2 separate regions of the Sus scrofa genome follow, and region 1 is linked to region 2. Evidence: chromatin contacts called from public Hi-C data. All regions are on one chromosome and are shown on one strand. The core of a region is the stretch at or near the end of the contact, and the rest is flanking DNA. Distances in the headings are between cores, read along the strand shown.

Region 1 (4,340 bases), core at 1,725-4,224, 290 kb after region 2:
TTTGCTGTTAATGAAACAAACTATGCCTTGCCCTTTAAGATCCCTGAAGGAGGGAATTGTGCTTCTAAATTTGCCCTCTAGAACAACAACCATGGTAATAGTCAATGCCATATTCATAATCAAAGAGCCAATCAACCCTCATTGTTCCAGAAATTTTTCTATAGATTCCAGCGTTTGTTAAAGAAGCTTGACTTACTATAATGCACATGTAAACGTAGTACTTTCCAACAAATATGAAAGCCTAACAAAATTAAATAAATTCATTATTTTCTCTATTCCTTTGATTTCATACCTCTTCTATTTTCAAACACTTCGCCACTCAAACATCTTAACTCCAATTCCTACGGCCCATTACTATGAAACCTTGGGTAAATAAGGTACCTAATCTCTCAGTTATTTATTATCTTCATATGCAAAAGAGTGATAGTTAACAGCCCTCTTAAATGTTGAAAATTTTAAGTGACATAATGCATTCTAAAGTATTTACAACAGCCGGTGACATACTAATTTCTTGATACAAATTGTTTTTACTGTTGTGGCTGTTGCTGTTTTCTAGTCCATTTCTGCTTCCTTTCAAAACATGGAAAATACATGGGAATCAAATAACTAGCATTTCTTTCTGAAGCATAAATCAACTTGCTTGCCCTTGAGTGGACAGATGGTTCAATCTCAAGTGATTCCACTCTGGTATTACAGTGGGACTTCACATGACCTTTGGAGCTGGATGCATCTAACGTGTTTTTCAATAAGTAATAAAGCTCACCATATTATCTGTATGTTTTCTACTAACTGCTATTCACATTCAGGTTTAGGTGTCAGAATCTCGGACATGTTATTCTTAAATCTTCAGCTTACTTCAAGTCATTTCGAAATAGTGGAATAAAAAAGGCCTGGAATCAAAATATGACTCAACCACATACTAGCTATGTGATCTTCAGTAAACTAAACTCTCTAAGCCTCAGTTTCAGCGTCTGTAAAGTGGTGAAAATATGTACACTTCACAGAATTGTTCTATGAATTACAAGAAATTACATTATCACTTGGCACAGTGCCCAACAAATAAGTGCATAATAAATTATAGTCATTATTATTACTATTGCCAGAAAACACATGTAGTACAGCAATACTTCTCATATGGAACACATTTCTAACTTCTTATAAAGGACCTATTTCATAATTTTAAAACTGGAAAATAAAATTAGTTTGCATTTTAACTGAAATTGTATTGTTCTCATTTTCTCCAGTATAAAAAATAAAGCAAAATAATCTGAAGACTCTTCATTAAAAATAACTTCGTAGGCCTTTAACAGCAAAGGAAGTTTACTTTTATGTTTATCAAGTTCCAAACTTAAGTAGAAACTATTCAGTCACCATCAACACCACCACTACAACGCATTTTACTATTCAACTTGAGATTAAAAGTGTCTATTCTAGAACACTAACTTCCAAATATCCTAACTGAAAGACAATTCTGAAATATCCCAAACCACATTTATCACTCAAAACTAAAATCACTGAAAAGAAATACAGCTCTAAAAGCACTTTTATTATATAATGATTAAGTTCTAGTCTTCATGGTAAGTCAATGTTCATTCTGAATTAAATACTACAAAAAATGACTCTTTGATTAAAAGATTTCTGTAATAAATCATACCTGTAGTAAGCCATATAATTTCTTCCTTTTCTTACATTTTTTCAAGTTAATAATATATATAAACACTAAGTTTTTAACAGCATTGGGCTGATCCCAGTAGATGACAGAGAAAACTTGAAATTCTAATTTCAAAAGCGTCACTCGTTTTTTAAAAAATGTGTTCCAAAAAAAAGGAGAAAATTGTTCAAAATCGACTTCGTTCTAAAATGAAGATATGAGAGTCGATGAGAACAAGAGATTAGCATTCCCTGCCAGTTTGAACATATGCCTGAAACCAAGCTTACTCACATCCATACAAACTGCTGTTGAATTTTGTGACGACAATTTTGCCAATGGTGACACCCAGGCCACAGGGAAAAGAGAAAACAATCGACACTAGGTGCCACAAAACAGAAGCCTACTGGGAAAAGCGGAACGTGGAAAATTCTGTGACTCAGATTTTACTTAGTACAGTGAGAGCACCATCAGCAAAACTGAGTTCGCTAATCCCAGCTCTCTCTCAAATCCCATACGCAGTGTTCAAGAATTAAAACTACTGTTGTTTTAATTCTTGTTCTTCCCCTTCTGCCTCGTCCATGACACACACGAAACCTCGCCCTTCCCTCCACCCCTTACACCGCCCACCGTCGCTCAAATAAGGACAACAGAGGTACAGAGGCTTCTCTAAGTAGCTAGCGCACAATCCACGCCCACAAGGATGGGCCGAGCAGCATGACACTGACAGTTTTCGGTCCCTCACGATCTTTCCAACTCTCGGCACCGCCGCACAACTCAGAAAAAGACCACATGGGTAAGAACCCACTCAAAGCAATAGCTTAGTGTAAAACCTTCTGACCTTTCTCTCAAACACAGAAGTGGGCCAAAGAGTCAATGCTCAGCTCGTCCCAGTCACCGCCCCACCCAACCCCGAAATCTCCGAGAAAAGGCTGGGGAACCAATTCCCCATTGGGAGACAGAAAGGGGTCTCCAGCACTCCAGGGCCACCCTTGCCACTGTGCTGGGACAATAAGGGGATCCGGCGGCGAGACTGGGTGAACGAGCAGCCGGGCAGGAGTTCGACTAGCCGCCGCCACAGAGCTCCTAGGCCACTCCGCGTGGGGCGGAGGCGCCTGGGAGAAGCAAGCGTGGGGACCAGCAGAGTATTTCCCAGGAAAAAGCTCAGAGCGCCTCCCCACTGCCGAACTCTCCCACCGGCCTTCATTTTGAGCCCTCTACCTTCAACAAGAAGCGGGCAAAGCCCGGCGCTAGCGTCCACCTCTGCCACCTTCGGCCGCCACCACGGAGCTCGCCTCCAGAGCAGGCAGCAGCCACCCCTGACAGAGCTGGAGGCCCGGCCAACACCTTCCCATCAAACCCCGCGCTCCCGCCGCCGGCCAATCGGAGCCGCGGCCAGCGCGCGCCGCTCCCCCGTCACGTGATCGTGACCGGGCGGGCAGTTGGGGGCGCGGCGGACAGTTGGCCCCAGGGCAGTTGTCCCTGTGGTTTCCGTGGCCAAGTAGGGTGCTCATCGTCGCATCTCAGAGGTGGATTGCCATTTATTATGACTCTTACCAAAGGGGTTACTTCTTGCTCCTCCTCTGCTTCGTTTTCTTTTACAGCCTGTTCTGCCAAGTCTCACCGGCTAAAGAAAACCCCAAAATTAGTCCTGATGGTCCTAGACCGAGAGATAGAAGAGCGGGCTTGGGGGTGGAGATGAGTCCGCCCCGAAGAGTCACCAATCAGCTGTCGTCCAGCCGCCAGAAGAGCAAGTTAATACTACACAGCTTGGAAGAGACCAGTTCCCAAACATGCCAGCGGAGAAATTCAGCCTAGACTCCAGGAGTGCTTGAGGCTTTTATGACTTCTGGACGTCAAAAAGGGTCTTTTGTGACTGGATGCTTACCTCACCAGTGTGTGGTTAGCGTCAAAGGCACAATGATATTGATTTAAAGCCTGTGGATAACAACATAAGCTGATTTTTCTATCTTAAAACTCTTAGCCAAGAACACTCCTGTCACAGGTGCTGGTACTAGGCCCGCAAATAAACCACCCAGGTTTTATTTGCCTCAGTTTTAAAACAGTGGCTAAAAAGCATTAAATTTCCTAGTCAACTGGGAATGACAGGTCTAAATAACAAATGGTACTTGAACCGCACTAAGTTGTGTGGGCGTAGAGAAACTTCAGCAAAAGCTTTTGTCATGTTTAACCCCTGTGTACAGATATTTTTCATGGGATTTTTCTATTTAGTTACATACACATTTTAAAATAATTTTTAAAGTGTCCATTATTTTTAAAGAGTATAATCATTTTAATATGCTATGTTTAAACCTTGACACCAAACAGGTTAAGTAAAAGAAAGTGAGCATAGTATCTACTTGGTAAGAATAATTTATTATACTGGAAGCTATCAGATGACTCACTGTGGAGTTCCTTAACTGCTAAAATCTTTAGTTCCAGCCTTGTAAATGTGAGGGGAAGGGAACCAAAGTTTCTTCTTGTGTAATCTGGGTCACTTTACAAATCTAAAAGAAAATGAGAAGAAAACATTTTATCTATTTTGGCATGAAAATTTAACCATTTTGTTTTTCATCCTTTGCAATTCAAAGTTTTGTTTGTTTAAAAAAAGGCCTGTGCAGTTATGCAAATACATCTCCCCACCTCAGGATGATCTCTTCCTAAGAGAATAAGGAATTATTTTCTACTCGCT
Region 2 (4,184 bases), core at 819-3,318:
GGAACCTCCATATGCCACAGATGCGGCCCTAGAAAAAGACCAAAAAAAAAGTTATCCATGATTTTTATCATGAATGAGTGCTTAATTCTCTGTCTTCCATGTCTTCATGAAATTTCTTTAAAGATCCTAAAACAAAACAATTTCCAAATATAATTAATATTATCTCTACATACATGAGAATGGGAAGATGGAAAACAGGAAATCAATGTGAGGTTTTCTATGACAACTGCAGGATTTGGTGGGGGTAATGGCCTGGTATTCCTGTTACTCTACTTGATAGGGGTTCCACCCTGGCCCTTCAACCCAAGTGCCCCAAACTAGCTTTGCTTTTCCTAAGCATTTCCTTTCACTACTGTCTTTGTGATTCTGTGTATCATTTTATTTCTGTGCTCCCTTAAACTCCCTCTTGTCATCCATTGACTGGAATGACACTCGATAGCAAAGGCAGGCATAATCAATATCAAAATATGGTCTGAAATCAGCCCTGGACTCTTGCAGCTGCGCCACTTTCTAATTCACTTGGAACTTTTTGGATGGCTTTTCTCTCTGCCATCGCAGCGCAAATAGCAATGCTAAGGAGATGGAGATAGGACTGCACTCTCTCTCTGGGTCCTGTTTAATTTTAGGTGTGTTTTCAGCTGGGGTTTAGGGCAGAACAAGACAGTACCTAAGGCATCTTTCCTTTATTCTTAAATGATTAGTAAATATGAACATACCCTCAAGACAGAGCTGGCCCATAAAGTCAAAATGCTCTTGCTAGCTGTGACAAGATGCCTAGTCCTTGAAAACAGTTACAGTATCATTTCTAATCTCAGATATGGAGTTTGTTTTAAGAGGAACTCCACCTAGAAGGAGGAAAAATTGGGATGAAATTGTTCTTGGAAAACCTTGCTTGGACCCCTGCTTTAAACTACTCAGTGGTTTCTATGAAGAATGAAATAAGTTTATATATATATATATATTATATATATATACACATATATATATATATAAACTTTTTTTCTTTCCAAGGGACCTCAAAGCTACCTATCTCAATCCCTGGAAGAATTCACGAGCCATAAAATTAGGAGACTTGCCAAGTATCACACAGCTTGCCTAAAGATTACAGGCAGTAGCAGTAAAATAACCATAATGGCAGCTACTATTTATTTAGCTCACACTAAGTACTTTGCATTCATTAACTTAGGACTCAAAATTACCCATGTAGTAGGGCTATTTTACTGTCATTTTAGAAATGAGAAAAGGGAACCTCAGAGATGATAAGTATTGTCCAAGATCTACCAGCCAATAAGAAGAGACGGCTCTCACTAGAACTCACAGCCACACTGACAGGTTAGTATAAACTATATTATACCAGATGCTGGTTGACCCAATCTAATCTTATGATACCAAGATAATACTTTTATTCAGAAGAAAAAGGAGATTAGAATAAGACATTATATATATATATATATATTTTTTTTTTTTGTCTTTTGTCTTTTGTTGTTGTTGTTGTTGCTATTTCTTGGGCCGCTCCCGCGGCATATGGAGGTTCCCAGGCTAGGGGTTGAATCGGAGCTGTAGCCACCGGCCTACACCAGAGCCACAGCAACGCGGGATCCGAGCCGCGTCTGCAACCTACACCACAGCTCATGGCAACGCTGGATCGTTAACCCACTGAGCAAGGCAGGGATCGAACCCGCAACCTCATGGTTCCTAGTCGGATTCGTTAACCACTGCGCCACGACGGGAACTCCTATATTTTAAACTTTTATACCACTTCATGGTTATTGAATTCTAACCAATATCCATTCTGTTATAGAGAATTAATGTGTGTATATATATATATATATATATATATATATACACACACACATATATATTCTATTATAGAGAAAAAATGAGCTTCATAATATGGTGTAAACCTACTTAATGCCTACATATATTAAAATACCTTCTAGACAAGATATAACGAGATCTCTTTTCAAAGTACAATATCCTCTTTCCTTAAAGCTCTAAAAGATTGTTAGAAATAAGGGTAAGTTTCTTTTTTTGTTTAAGTATTAAAGCAAAACACCTTGACTTTATCCTTTCAGATCTCCCCTATTTATCAGGCTGACATTTTGAAATTTGGGTTTGCTATGAAAATAGCTTACCCAATGAAAGAGCATTGTGTTGGGCCAATGTCTTTTTTGAGCACTGCAACTCTTGGTTTCATTGTTCTGTTTTGCTGCAGAATTACCATTGCTATTTTTAAATCATTGCTGTAGACTTGTCAGCTTTGAAACACTCCTGCTCTTGGCTGCACAGGCTCCAATCGCCTTTTTAGTGTTACTGATAAGCCATCCTATGTGTAATATTCTTACGGTCTCTCATCTATTTATAATTGCTTCTCAAAAACTAGAAAATTGTGTTTGTGCCCTACTTTTTCCCCCTGATCTACGTTACCCTCTGGCTGAAGCAATAACCTGTCATGCTTAAACAATTAGTGTAATGCAGAGGACACTCGGGCCTCCTACACACTGCTAATGGAACACCAAATGTAGCTTTAGAAAGTCAGATAAAAATATGTTTTGTATGGACCAGCGCTGTATTCGGGCAAACCATCTTTCCACACACATTCCTGACATGGGACCATCACACTGAGTGCTTCTCAAGGGGTGGCAGCCTTCCTCCATTGGAAGTCTGAGACTCGGTGGCGAGGTTCCCTTGACTCAAATAAAACTAGTGCATCAGAACTGTCATTTTATGCTCAATGTGATGCCACGGTGGTATAATGTCCACGTCCTCCAACTGATGCTAATTTCCAGAGTCTGGATTTGAGACACATCCCCCACTTCAGATCATGCAAGATTTGTTTTCATCCACACATTAATTCATTTATTCATTCATTTACTAACTCAATAGGTACTGATGAGCCAAAGTTTTCCAAGTTCTCATCCCCTAATATCCCCAACTTAAAGCTATGTTATTAACATTCCCGAATTAAATTCTTAACTTCTTCCTTTTAGTAAAAATATAAGTAATGTATAACATTTCTGAGTTCTTATGAAGAGGCAGCATAATACAGAGGATAAGAGCATGGACTCTGGGTATGGGTTTGAATTGTGACTTTACAATATAAGTAGCTCTATGGTCTTGGAGAAATTGCTCAACTCCTCTGGCCCTAAGTCTGCTCACCTGTAAAATGGTAATAATTGTAGTATTTTCCCCCATAGGGTTATTAGGAGGAGTAAATGCAAGGAAAGCTCTTAAGACAGAGCACAAAAGTACTAGCTGTTATTATGTGGCAAGCACTTTACTAAGTATATCGCATAAATTATCTCAATTAAACATATGAAGCAGGCATTATTTTTATTTCAAATGCGATAACCAAGGTTTTGAAAGCTTAAGCAACTTGCCCAAAGTTGGGAAGATATAGGTAAGAGTGAAGCCAAGATTCCAACCCAAGTGTTTTCCTAACAGAGTCCACTTGCTTAAAAACTCTGCTATGCATCCCTGACTTAGCTTTCCAACCACTGAAACAGGGCAGGTTGGGTCAAGGGTAGTGTGATTTGGCCTGGCTTGGGTTCAGTTTATGAAACTATATAAAAGTAAGCAGCTCTTCAGGAAGTGTAACAGTCTAATCAATAGCATGCCCTCCCCAATCCATGTTTAAACCTATGTCTAGATTATCTCCATCAATTTATTTTTACTTTCCTAGGATTCTTGCTGGTAATTGTGGATTTTTTCTTGCACTCCGGAAGAGGAAATTTAGTAGCCAGAAAAACTGGCCTTACTGAATTGGTTGCTATTCATGAAGATTTAGTGAAACAGAAACAAATCACACCAAAGGTTGAAAATGCCCTTGTTGAGTCTTTAAAGCACATATAAATATAGTCAAAAACAAAACTTCCTATAATTTCTAAAGGAAATGGTATGGAAATAAACAATGAACAATAACACATAGACAGTGAAATGAGGATCCATTCTGTCATCCCCTCTGAGAAATTCTAACTTTTTCCTCTTTCTATGTAAGAAAGAAGAGGGTGGTAGGGACCATGATTTTATACACAAGCTTCACATCCTTCAGGGACTTTCTGACTGTCAAATTGGTTAATTTTATACCCCATCAAATAGATGCTCTTTGTTCATGCAATAACCATGATCTTTATCATATATTGTTTGGCTAGCTATTATAATTAGACTAGTGTGAGGTATTAATT

What was found. Hi-C and Micro-C count contacts between places; a contact is called where the count stands out from the background.
Region 1: a Hi-C map of fetal heart ventricle shows a contact between it and region 2, with 2.4 times the contacts expected there. The contact joins the promoter of LNPK here to the enhancer-like site in region 2. A contact is called at or near these places in 4 of 47 Hi-C or Micro-C datasets (embryonic fibroblasts, fetal heart ventricle, fetal skeletal muscle and 1 more) and 1 of 2 datasets of contacts at active chromatin or transcription factors (skeletal muscle).

Annotation. Positions count from the first base shown.
Region 1 is chr15:81,802,688-81,807,027 of Sscrofa11.1, forward strand. LNPK (protein lunapark) reads right to left here and starts at 2,975. Exons shown (of 13, transcript NM_001244263.1): 1 at 2,870-2,975. It overlaps LOC102158914 (a long non-coding RNA gene), which reads left to right and starts at 2,220. Exons shown (of 2, transcript XR_002339478.1): 1 at 2,220-2,444; 2 at 3,253-3,902.
Region 2 is chr15:81,510,988-81,515,171 of Sscrofa11.1, forward strand. No RefSeq gene overlaps it. Among named protein-coding and RNA genes, the nearest start is that of LNPK, 290 kb to the right of the region's middle. Within about 2 kb of position 2,069, at least 1 of the 83 cell types and tissues checked has an H3K27ac peak or open chromatin away from gene starts, as enhancers often do.